Regions from separate parts of the Danio rerio genome. Here region 1 is linked to region 2. Evidence: chromatin contacts called from public Hi-C data. All regions are on one chromosome and are shown on one strand. The core of a region is the stretch at or near the end of the contact, and the rest is flanking DNA. Distances in the headings are between cores, read along the strand shown. Region 1 holds the start of pdcd2 (programmed cell death 2). Region 2 holds the start of acta1b (actin alpha 1, skeletal muscle b).

Region 1 (6,319 bases), core at 3,250-5,749, 120 kb after region 2:
TCAAAAAAAAAAAAAAGAGCCAATTTTGAAATGCTGAAATGATTCACCAATAATTCCAATAATTAATCTCAGGTCCACTCAGCCAAACTCCAGCATATACCACAATTACTAATCTAGATGCCTCCTATTGGCCATTGTGCTCATAAGTTCATAAGTTACCAGAAACAAACATTCATAACTAGAAACATGTCTGATTGGTTAATAATTCTCAAAACTAAAAAAAAACATTCTGCATAGGAGATGGAGGTTCAAATGGGTCAACTTGTTCTTGTTCAATCTTGATGTTCTTGATGTTTCATCATTGGATTCTGGGTCATATTAATATGGCAAAAATCAATGACATCTTTACCGTGCTAAAATAAGCTATTTGATGCGCTGTAAGCAGTAGACCAATCATAACAGACCGGTTCATCTGGCCAATCAGAGATGAGCACACTCTCAGAATTGACTCTTTGAATCTTGATTCATTGGGAAATAATGTGATGTGATGTGACATGTATATTATAAGTAAATAGGAGTGCTTGATCAGAGATGCATGTGATTTTACTATTGTTTTCTACTCTAGAAGACACTTTAATGAGACAGTTCACCCAAAAATGAAAAGTCTGCATTGTTTACTCTTCCTCCACTTGTTTCAAACCTATTTTAAGTTGTTTCTTCTGTTAAACACAAAATAATATATACTGAAAATCCTTGGGAAAAAGCATTGACAACCATAATATTTTTGTTAGTACTATAGATACAAATGGTTGCTTTTCCCCAACATTCTTCAAAATATCTTCTTTTGAGTTCAATAGAAGAATATATATATATATATATATATATATATATATATAAATAATCATTAAAGTTTAGAATCATTTGAGAGTGAGTAAATGCTAAGAAAATGTTCATTTTTGGGTGGACTATCGCTTTAAGTAGCGCTAAACGAAGGCAAATGTCATTCAAATGTACAATTTGGTAAAAAAGCATGCACAAACTTATACAAATAAATTCTCAAGACTCAAGACTTTCTATGTGTCTTTCTCTCCCTGCACTGGCCTAAACATGGCTGATTCAAATGTCTCTTGGCTTGCCTCCCTTCACCGTGTCTCCTTAGCTTGCTAAACTCATCGAAAACACACTGATCTCACATTTCCAGTGACTAGCCCCAGCTGTACCCGGACTGAAAGTAGGTCTCCCTTTCCCTGGGATCAAGCCCAATTTATCACAATTAGACTGCTTCCCATTTGCGGTTCCCTAGGGCTGCTGGTTTCTCCCTCCCACAAAGAAAGAGACACACTAAGTGACCTACAACAGTGCGTTCCCATAGGATGAAGCCTATACTTCCTTATGATGCCTGGCCTGCAAACTTCAGCTGAACTTTACCAGAAATCCTTATCCTGAGTAAGCAAAACAAAACTGAATCACTTTCCCTCTTATCTTGCTGATAGGCAGGCGTATGATTAATTAGGACGTGAGTCATGAGTCTGTTACAGTGAAGAGATGAAGCCTTCAACAAGCGTGTGTTTGAACAAACAGCATGTCATCCTCATACAGCGACATGATGAACTTGCACTGGCTTTAATGTGTTTGTGTGAGCCGGTTTGTTTGGGTCTGGTGGTGCTGAGTAGGCTTATTGGACTGACCTGACCGGCAGTGTCACAAAGCTGAAGTTTCACAGGCTTGCCATCCACAGCTACAACCGCTGCACAGAAAAACAGATTCAGTTTTATCAGTTGATTTTATCTCTCGTAAGTCGGTGCACATTATTAAGACAGATGAACTGTGGCCAATCATGTGGCCATCTGACAAATTTTAATGAGGTCACTGTAAAACAATGTAATGTTTTAAATAGGCATTTGTGTTATTTTTGTTTAACCTCATGATATGAACATAATATTATTATATTATAATTATTTTATTATAATAAATCATTTTATATAACATAGTATAGTTTATATATATATATGAAATTATGCAAATATAATATTAATATATAATATTTTATTTTATTTTTTAACATTAAAACATTTTACAGAATTAAAGTCAGTGAAAGCAGCAGTATTTAAAAAATTATAAAACAACAACAACAACAACAACAACAACAAATAACACTACCAGTAAATAAAAACAAATTACAAAAAGACACGTACATCATTTTCAAATTTCAAAGGATACAGCTGGGAATACTATGTCCTGTTGCCATGTTCAGACACATAGTAACAGGTGCCCACCTTTGTTTAAAAATATCCAATTTCAATTGAAGTTGAGAAGTCATATATTCCATTCTATATTTAATTCAGGTTTTCCTATCTACTGTGCTATTGTTGGAGGGTGTGGCCTCATTTTATTTATTGTTATAGTCTTTCTTGCACTTAGTAAAAGTATATATAGTAAATATCTCTGGTTTTTATTAAATACATCCAAGGGTATCCTATCAAGCAAGAAAAACAGGAGAGTAAAGGGTAAATCTAACTGCATAAATTTCATTATCTCAATCTTTACCCCTTGCCAAAATGCATATATCATATTTTATAACAAGATAGATAGACAGACAGATAGATAGTTTTAATGTGTCTGAGTAACATTTATCTGAATAATTGTCAAATATTCAAAATATTTTTCCTCTATTGCATAGGCATTTTTGTTTCCCAGGTGAAAATGTATTTATTGAGTTTGTAAATTACAACTAAGTTTTAGGTTCAAGCTTATTACTTTCAAAAAAAAAAACTGTTTGCAAATCTCATTAGTAAACACTGACTAACAGTATTATTATAATTTAACCAGTAAGTAGCTGGTTTATTACTGGTCTAAGATGATCAGCATTTTGTACCATACTGGTCAGCTTTATTCAACTAAAACTAGTCGCACCAACTAAAACTGGGTTTTCTAACCGATTGCTGGATGCTACCATATATTTAGGCTATTAATATATTATTTTAATTAGATTATTTTAATTTAGATTTACCTTTTTCTTTTGGTTATAAATGCTGGAGTGATATTTACCTGCAAAGTTGTCAAACGCTGTTGGGACATACTCAGTGGGATATCCGTTAGTAGTGTAGCTCACAATCAGACTGGTTTTACCCACTGCACCATCCCCAACAAGTACGCACTTCACCCTGCGCTCCGCCGCCGTCCCGAAGCGACTCTTGACCGCAGAGGACAGGTCCCTGCTCCTCAGCCTCCGCGGCGGAACCGGCGGCACGACCGTACCGGGAACGGGCTTATACTCTCCACCTCCTCCCTGCGGAGGCATCGCTGCAAACACTGCAAACAGCGTCCCGGAGCCTTAACGCCACTTTCAGCAGTTTATCATCTCACTTGTCGCTCGTGAATGAGAGAGAGAGGAGCACTAGTCTCCGGTTTCACCGCGGTGTCCATTTATTGTAGAGGAAAACAGTCCGCTAAAGGCTACATCTCAAATCAAGAAGTGTTTGGTTTGTCTGGATATAAAACAAATCAACTCTGAAGCAAAAATAAATAGGAAGCCCACACGTACACTGACGTTATGCCCTCATGAGACGAGCCCTCCTCCGCCCTCTCAAAAAAACTGAACTGAACTGAACACACTTCACTCTCAAACACTCTGCCTGTGTCTCAATGCTTTGCCTACCGCCTACTAGACCGGGGTTTGAAGCGCGCGGGACACTTTTGGGCGTACCCTAGATAGGCAAATGACTAGGGTTTGAGACACGGCCCATGACATCATCCTCAGTGAACTGCAGTCATCCGTGAACTGAAGTTCAGCAGACCTGTTGTCATTACTGATAAACTCAACTGAACTGGCGAGAACACACGCGTCAGCATTTTCATTTGTTATCACGGATAATCTCAATAAGATAAAAAATGTCTAAAGAGCATTAAAAATAATGTTTTTTTCTAAAGAATGTTTAGTTTTTAAAATTCAGTCATTTTTTGTATTTTTAATATATTTTAATACATCTATTTATAATCTATTCACACACATGCAAAATAATCATAATTGCATACAAGATAAATAGTAAATTATGAATAGATATCAAAACTGAATATACATACACACACACAGAACTTACTGTTAACAATAATTTAAATGATTAAATACCAGTAATTTATATGTATTTATTTCCATAGTTTATGCTTTTTCTCCAAACATTTCTCCACAGACAACGAGCGCTCTCTTGTGGCTCCCTGAGGGGTCGTTCCACATGTACATTAAGCAGTTGATGTATTATTGTTTACTAAAACAACTAAATCATTATCTAATTGTTATTATGAAAATGAATTATTTTAGTTTTAACCAATTCCTTAAAAGTATTTTATGACTACAACGTTAAAAACAGAAGCACAAAGACGCCATCTTTTAGACAAGCGGTATAATTTGTAATTTAACAAGATAAAGACGTTTAACTTGAGTTAATAGTGCATATAAGTTAATATTACCTTTTTAAATCATTAAATTCTATATTAGTAACATATCAGAGAGCTACATATTCTTTTTTTTAATTATCTGCTTATTTGAGTATGGAACGTTTGTCTGAGATCTTGTTTAACCCGAGCCTTAGTCTCAGTTGAACAAACACCCGCACATGATTCCCAAACTCTCAGCTCTGAATGTTGTGAGAGTTTGACAGATGGCTGCAAATACAGTGAAAGAGTCAAATACACACAGTGAAGTCGTGCTGGGCTTCTTAGAGGAGGCAGAATCATGGCAGCTTCTGAGTGACCAGTTTCCAAGTAAAGTCGGCGGGCGACCAGCGTGGCTGAGCCAGTCGGATTTACCAGCCGTGTCTGAGTTACAGTGCGAGGAGTGCAAACTGCCGGCGGTGTTTCTTCTGCAGGTTTATGCGCCAGTCACTGAATATGATCGATGTTTTCACAGGACACTGTTTGTGTTCTGCTGCAAGACACCAGCCTGCTATACTCGAAACGACAGCAAGTGTTTTAAAGGTAACGAACTGTCAAAATACCGTAGTAGTTGTTCATGTGTGTATAGTATTTTTATTAAGATGCATTAAAACGATACGGTCAGCTAAATATGAAAGTTGGTCATTTCCTGACCTTCGTGTAGTTCCAAACTTAGCATGCCTTTATTTTGTTCTGTGAAGTCGACAGCATGCATATACTTTAAAGGATGTTGTGTTTCTAGTGTGGGTAAATGAGCATTATCTGATAGAAGCACTTAAAATTACTAAAATTAAAAGAGTGATTCAACTGATGTTGAATGAAATGTAATGTACACAAATCTTAGCTACAATAATATTGTTTTAGCTTTGTGGTGAAATTTAAACCATTTTAGGAAGCTTTTCTAACTTATGTTTAACAGTAAGACATTTTCACAGCATTTCCTTTTATATTTATAGAGAAAGTCTTGATTCTATTAGCTTGACTGAGTTTTAGATATATTTTGTCATTTATTTATTAAACTTTTTAATACTATTGAGGTGAATATTAGGTCCTTTCCTGAAATCTGATGTAAACGGGTAACCATTATTAACTAACAAAGGCTTGTCAACAAACAGATTCATGTCTATTTAAGGAAATCAACGAGATCCAAAACTATTCAACTAATCATCATTCTTTAAAGGTTTTTTTTTTTTTTTTTTAAACAGAAAGAAAGTTTTATGAACTTAAAACAACATGCGATGACAACATATTAAATATGGGCACCATTTCTCACATTTCTGTTCTGCACTATTCCCATTTTCAGTGTTCAGAAGTCAGTTACCAAGGAAAAATGTGTTTTACCCTTTTAATCCTCCTCCTGACGAAAAGCCTGAACAGCCAGTACATGATGCTCAGGTTTTGGGTTCAGGACTCAAACTGTGCAGGCTGTGTGGTTGTCTGGGACAGAAGGCCTGCTCTCGATGTCACTCTGTCACATATTGCTGTAAGGAGCATCAGACCACAGACTGGAAACAAAGACACAAGAAAGAGTGCTTAGCTGAGGGTGAGTCTAGAATGCTTGATAAATTACTTTTAATGTTCACTACTTTAAAGGAACACTCACTTCTTTGGAAATAAGCTCAATTTACAACAGCCCTAGAGGTTCCTGGGTCTGGCGGGAGCGCTTCGCATCGATCATTGAATTGGATTAGACCATCAGCATCTCGTTCAAAAAAAACTTGTAAGAGTTTTGATAATTTTCCCATTTAAAGCTTCAGTCTTCTGTTGTTACATTGTGTACCAATACTGGCAGAAAATGAGAAGTTGCTAATTTCTAAGCCGATATGGCTTAGAGACCTACACTCATTCTCATAATAACCTAGCAATTATTTTTGAGCGAGATCCTAAGGGTCTAATCTGATTCAATCTATGCTATGCTAAGCTAAGTGTGCTTCTGTCAGACCCAGAG
Region 2 (6,359 bases), core at 3,422-5,921:
AAAAAATTACACACCACTATATTTTAACAAAATGTTATAAATGTTTTGTTTCTCTTGACTTTTGCTTTTTTTTTTTAAAATAGACTGTTATCATAATTTATTTTGTTAGATAAGCTCCAGATTTGGTTTCTGTATCTAATTCTGACTAATCCTATTTATTTATGTTGAGCTGTGTGTGTGTGTGTGTGTGTGTGTGTGTGTGTGTGTGTGTGTGTGCGCAAGTGCGCGTGCGCGCAGTTGAAGTCAGAATTATTAGCCCCCTTTGAATTTTTGTTTTCTTTTTTAAATATTTCCCAAATTATGTTTAACAGGGCAATACAATTTTCACAGTATGATAATGATAATGTTTTTTTCTTCTTGAGAGAGTCTTATTTGTTTTATTTTGCCTAGAATATAAGCAGTTTTTAATTTTTTAAACACCATTAGGACAGAATTATTAGCCCCTTTAAGCAATTTGTTTTTCGATTGTCTACAGAACAAACCATCATTGTACAATAACTTGCCTAGTTACCCTAACCTGTCTAGTTAACCTAATTAACCCAGTTAAGCCTTTAAATGTCACTTTAAGCTGTATAGAAGTGTCTTTAAAAATATCTAGTAAAATATGATTTACTGTAATCATGGCAAAGATAAAATAAAATCAGTAGAAATGAGTTATTAAAACTATTATGATTAGAAATATGTTGAAAAAAAAGTCTTCTCTCCCTTAAACAGAAATTGGGGAAAAAAATAAACGAGGGCTAATTCTGACTTCAAGTGTGTGTGTGTGTGTGTGTGTGTGTGTGTGTGTGTGTATATATGTATGTATATATATATATATATATATATGTGTGTGTGTGTGTGTATGTATGAAGATAAGTGCCCAACAGTAAAGATAAATCACTCTCATGCTATTTGTGTATAAATTTGTAGTATTGTTTTTTATTTTTATTTTGCTGTCACACCATAGGATGTATTTAGGGAACAATTCACTAAAAGTAAATAAATATATAAAAAAACATTAAAGAATTGATAAAGATAGTGACCCCTTAAATTCTCTCAAACATCAGAATTACATTTATATTATAATTTTTCCTTAAAAAATCTGTTTTACAAAAATGTTTTGATCTTTGCAAAAAATGTTTATTTAACTCTCCATTTGGCAACTACCCATGTACATTTTTCTGAATTAATGGTTTGTCTTGTTATGAGAATAGCTAAATGAATGGACTTACTCTCTTACTGCTCTGTTTCAGTGCTCTGGATGCAGAGAATGAGTTTTTGGTCCAGGAGGCGTTAGAAAGGCTGATGGACGGCCGTACAGTGTTGATCATCGCTCATCGTCTCTCAACCATCCAGAGCGCAGACTCTGTGGCAGTGCTAGACCAGCACCGTGTGATGGAGATCGGCAGCCACTCGCAGCTCTTAGCCAATGACCAAGGACTCTTCCGCAAACTCATGGAGAAACAGGCCTTCCTGCAGGCCGAGCAGAAACAGGCGCTCCTTAAATAAGAGAAAAACAAACATTCAAACACATTAAAAGTCTCTTTACTGAGCACTCCGAGAAAAAAAAGAAACACTGAAATGTAGCTTTTTAGCATGTGCAGTATCAAGTAACTGGAAACCAGTTGTATACTGATCATTGTTATTTACAATGACATAATATAATACTCATCTGAGTTCCATAAACACTGCTTTTTATTCAGTTGTTTTTATGCTTTCATAGCCTATGGAAAACTCAAAAGGAATATGAGGTAAATTTTATATCTGAGACTTATCAAGTTGCTTTATGTAACATGTAATAAATCATGTCAGCCGTTTATTAAGAAACATGTGATTATCAAGTAATTGAAGTGTACAAAGGGCCTTATTCATGAAGAAGTAATCTAAATTATACATAAAACCACTCACTGGGAGTATTTACACATTTGTTCTGCTTATTTTCAGTAAGTAACATGGATAATGACTTCTTTATTTTTATGGTTACAGAAACAGTGCTTCTGTCCTTTCTTATTTACTTTGGTAATGACACTGATGTCAATGTATCGTGCCTAAATCCTAAACCACAAAGCTTTAACTGGGATGTAAATCAAACTTTGACCTGGTTACAGTGCCATTTTCTGTTGTCAATAATGAAGATATTGATTTAAAAGCAGCACCTGTATGGACTATTGTAATAGACAAAAAAGGGTATATATTATTGTCTCAGTTGTATACGAGAACACTATAACAGAGATATTTTAATGTACTTTCATCTACAGCCTGTATATACATATATATATATATATTTATATATGTGCCACTGAAATAAAAATAAATCTATTCGGAATTTTAGAAGATTTTAATATTTAGTGTGGTAACTTATTAGGTTTAAGTTTGTGAAATGTGTATTATTTGTTTTCTATTGTTTTATCTGCACTCTTCCTAATAAATGACATTGTAACTTTGGACGTGGCATGACCTTCTGTGAGAACATACACATGCCATAAGAGGGGGCTGTTGACCATTGAAAATAAATGGCATATTATTATGGAAACCAAGAGGGGGCAGCATACTGTACAGTAAGTTGGCTAAATGAAAGATTTGAATTGGATCTACTATTACAAAATAGCTGATGTAAGAAACTGATCACTTTCAGACTTTACTACAACTCAGTACTTAAGTAGTTTCATTAGGATTGTGTCCTTCTCTTAACCTCAAAATCCAAATCACCAGGCCTGCTTAAATTCAAGCAAGGAGATTGTGGTTTGCAGGAGCTGTTGTAAGCTCCTTAAGTGACTGTGGCTACTGCCTTCAAGACTCATTCAGCTGCTCAACATAAGCTCCAGGACCAACTATGGCAGCATATCTGCTTGCACAGAGACACAGGGGCCTCTTTAGAGTAAAGAATGCAGAGCAGTCACACACCACCCAGCAACAAATAATAAAATATTACCACCCAATATTCTATCCTAGCTCTTTCAGATATAAAATATTGATACTGTATCAGTCAAAAGCATGTGAACAAGAGACTTTAAATATATAGAAAGCATAATAAACTAGTGTCTACCTTAATGCTTGGAAAAAATGTTTAGAAAGTAAAATGTCAACACATTAGAGAAATAATAGTTCCATCCATATGTATTCATATTCAATTTCATTTGAAAGGGTGCAAACATCTCAGCAAATTCCAATAGTCTGATGCTTATAGCCCATGACATGTTGTTACAACCCTTATTATCAGCTATCATGTGATATAAAAAGAAGTCAAATGAAATTACAAAGATCACAACATACCCATAGTATAAATCCACAATAAAACCATTCATGCATAAACAGGGGAGCCACTTGCGTGTCTTTTATGGCAGGCAGAAGGTGGAAGTCAAGTCCCTTGCCTTGATAAGGTGATCCAGGGGCCCTTCAGTGTGTTATCATCATCTGGGTTGCATTCCACGCATAAATACCTATTATGGTTTTCAGGGATAATCGCAGTGATAACAGGAATTAAAACAAAATGTAAAAACCTAGTGGTTAATTTGGTTAATGATTTATGAATAACTTTCAAGACTCAGTTTATGAGTCAAGCGAATTTATTCATTTATTTTATTAAAATAATTTTAAAGAGATTAAAATTGTATTTTCATTAAACAGATGCAATTATGAGGTGAAAATTGTTTAAATTGTAACTAAATGCTAAACTAGTAAAAAATGTACAATTAGTAAAGAAATATAAGAACAATTAGTCATGACAGAACATGTTTGTTTTAGTTTATTGTAACTTATTAAACTAAGTTAATCATGTTCTAGAACATAGCGTTCTAGAACATAGAAGAACATAGCAGCAAATGTGAAGAACATGTGAAGAACATAGCAGCAAATATTTAAACTTACAATGAATTAAGGCTGCACAGTGATCCTTATTCTTTGAATGTGTCATCAAATATTTTAAATATGTATTTAATATATAGATAGAGACAGAAAAAGATAAATAAAAATAAAATATCATGAACACCATCCAGTAAATCTGCCTGGAAAACTGGCAGTAAATGAGCAGTGAACAGATGGTAGCCTACAAATTTTCTCTAGTGTCTAAAATAGAAAACGCACGTCTTAAAATTCAGACTACCCACACAATTCACCTACATGACTTTCTTTACGATGTGTATTTATTTGTGAAGGCTTTTTACAGCATTATTCATACAGTGTTAGGAGATAGAAATAAATTATTGTACATACATTAACGTCTTACAAAATAACTACATTAAAAAATTTTCTACATTTTCATCACTGAAATCATCATTTCAATCTCGTTGGTAAAAACTACATTAAGAATCTACTTCAGCAACACTGTTATATCAAACTGTTTGTGAACAAAGCGTACTCTCTTACAGATATAATACACTAATACGGTGGAGCACCATGTGGAGAAGGCTGGTGTTGGTATCAGCACCGCCCAGCTCCTTATACAGGCCACACTTGGGCCTGCAGTGATGACTGTCAAACCGTAAATGGACAGTCCTGCTCACTATGACCCTGCAGGACAGGGGGAGACACGCCGCTTCTCTAGGAAATCACCCCTCACTTACCCTGCCAGTGCCTAATATGGTTGAAGAATGAGGAAAAACTCCAACCGAACATACAGATATCCTCAATTGTACACATGGCGACAAACGCGGTGAGTATATAAAGTGCCGGTGCCTCAGGCAGTTTGTGACTGGATCCACCAGCGGTTGTTCTGCACTGAGCTTCAGCAGAGAAAGGTAAGAGGACGTGGTTAAACGCATGCAATACTGGTATATGGTAGTTAAGTTGACTTTATTAGATTTAAGGCTAGTTAGATTTGTTTATTTAGTGACAGTAGGCTAACAGGATTTCATGGTAATCTGGAATAAATGATAGCCTTAATTAATTCATTATTTAAAAGCATGTATAATAGTTTTTTATGTTGTCGTTGTCTGTGTTGTTAATTTAAGTAATAATCATATTTTAGGATAACAGATTTGTCAGCTAAGGCTACTTTCTCATTACATTCATTCAGTCATCCTTAATTTACTCATAAATTGTAAAGTAAACTCTAAAGAATGCTTACAAAATTACTATTATTTACTACACTGTAAGAAATGTTATTTGCCTTAAAATTTTAAGCTAAATCAAATTAACATTATAAGTCAATTGAACATATATTGAGTTAAACTGACTTAAAACTACTTGCATAACTTATAAAAATAAGTTAGAACATGATTAACTTAGTTTAATAAGTTACAATAAACTAAAAAAACGTGCTGTCATGACTAATTGTTCTTATATTTCTTTACTAAATGTAAATTTTTTACTAGTTTAGCATTTAGTTACCTCATAATTGCATCTGTTTAATGAAAATACAATTTTAATCTCTTTAAAATTATTTTAATAAAATTAATGAATAAATTTGTTTGACTCATAAACTGAGTCTTAAAAGTTATTCATAAATCATACAACCAAAAATACAGAAGTACAAAATAGTATAACAAGTAAGGTGGATTAAAGCAAAGGTTAAATTCAAATGTTAAAACAAGTATAAACTGACAAATGTGTGTTGCTGTAAAATATTTGTTTTATTTCAGATATGCAGTCATTCACCTTTCATTAGTAATGAATGATAATCATTTAGAAACTTTAACTTAAAATGAGTCATGAAACCGACACAAGTACAACAGATAGAAAATATTTTGGCAAGGTAAATAGATGGAAACAAAGATGAAATTGAAAAGTGAACTGCAGAATCACTTTTCAGTCTTAATTCAATATCTTTGCATTAAACTGCACCTAATCCAATCCTTCTCAATATTAATTTGTTAAACCAGAAAAACAGCTCTATAAGGCCATTTCATATTCATTTATTATTTAATCAAAATTATTTAATTAAAATCAATTAATTAATTTTACATATGATTTTTAAAAACGTGCTCTAATTCCAACTATGAGTAATTGAAACACAAAGATATTTGCCAATCAAAGCAAAAAAAAAAAATGTTACAAAATTATCTGAGCCTGTACTGAGACAGCATCTTGCCTTTCAGAATACATCAAGATGTGTGACGACGACGAGACTACCGCCCTTGTGTGCGACAACGGTTCCGGCCTGGTGAAGGCTGGCTTTGCTGGTGATGACGCCCCCAGAGCCGTCTTCCCCTCCATCGTTGGTCGCCCCCGTCACCAGGTATGTTCTGCTGCATTTTCCTCTTTAACACAGTAAGCTTAATCTAAATATCATGACAATTAAAAATCTAAATTTGCTTCTTGCAGGGTGTCATGGTGGGTATGGGTCAGAAGGACTCATACGTAGGAGATGAAGCTCAGAGCAAGAGGGGTATCCTCACTCTGAAATATCCCATCGAGCACGGCATCATTACCAACTGGGA

Evidence for each region. Hi-C and Micro-C count contacts between places; a contact is called where the count stands out from the background.
Region 1: a contact with region 2 is called in a Hi-C map of hematopoietic stem cells, with 2.7 times the contacts expected there. The contact joins the promoter of pdcd2 here to the promoter of acta1b in region 2. A contact is called at or near these places in 4 of 18 Hi-C or Micro-C datasets (caudal fin, embryo, hematopoietic stem cells and 1 more) and 1 of 4 datasets of contacts at active chromatin or transcription factors (gastrula embryo).

Annotation. Positions count from the first base shown.
Region 1 is chr13:27,580,144-27,586,462 of GRCz12tu, forward strand. It overlaps pdcd2 (programmed cell death 2), which reads left to right and starts at 4,500. Exons shown (of 6, transcript NM_001045138.1): 1 at 4,500-4,914; 2 at 5,675-5,914. The coding sequence starts at 4,599. rhoua (ras homolog family member Ua) reads right to left here and starts at 3,632. Exons shown (of 4, transcript NM_001007443.1): 1 at 2,989-3,632; 2 at 1,629-1,687. The coding sequence starts at 3,241.
Region 2 is chr13:27,460,864-27,467,222 of GRCz12tu, forward strand. acta1b (actin alpha 1, skeletal muscle b) reads left to right here and starts at 4,672. Exons shown (of 7, transcript NM_214784.2): 1 at 4,672-4,718; 2 at 6,018-6,157; 3 at 6,244-6,359. The coding sequence starts at 6,029. It overlaps abcb10 (ATP-binding cassette, sub-family B (MDR/TAP), member 10), which reads left to right. Exons shown (of 14, transcript XM_073920892.1): 14 at 1,236-2,427. The coding sequence ends at 1,491. It overlaps LOC141377182 (a long non-coding RNA gene), which reads right to left and starts at 1,482. Exons shown (of 2, transcript XR_012389306.1): 1 at 1,215-1,482.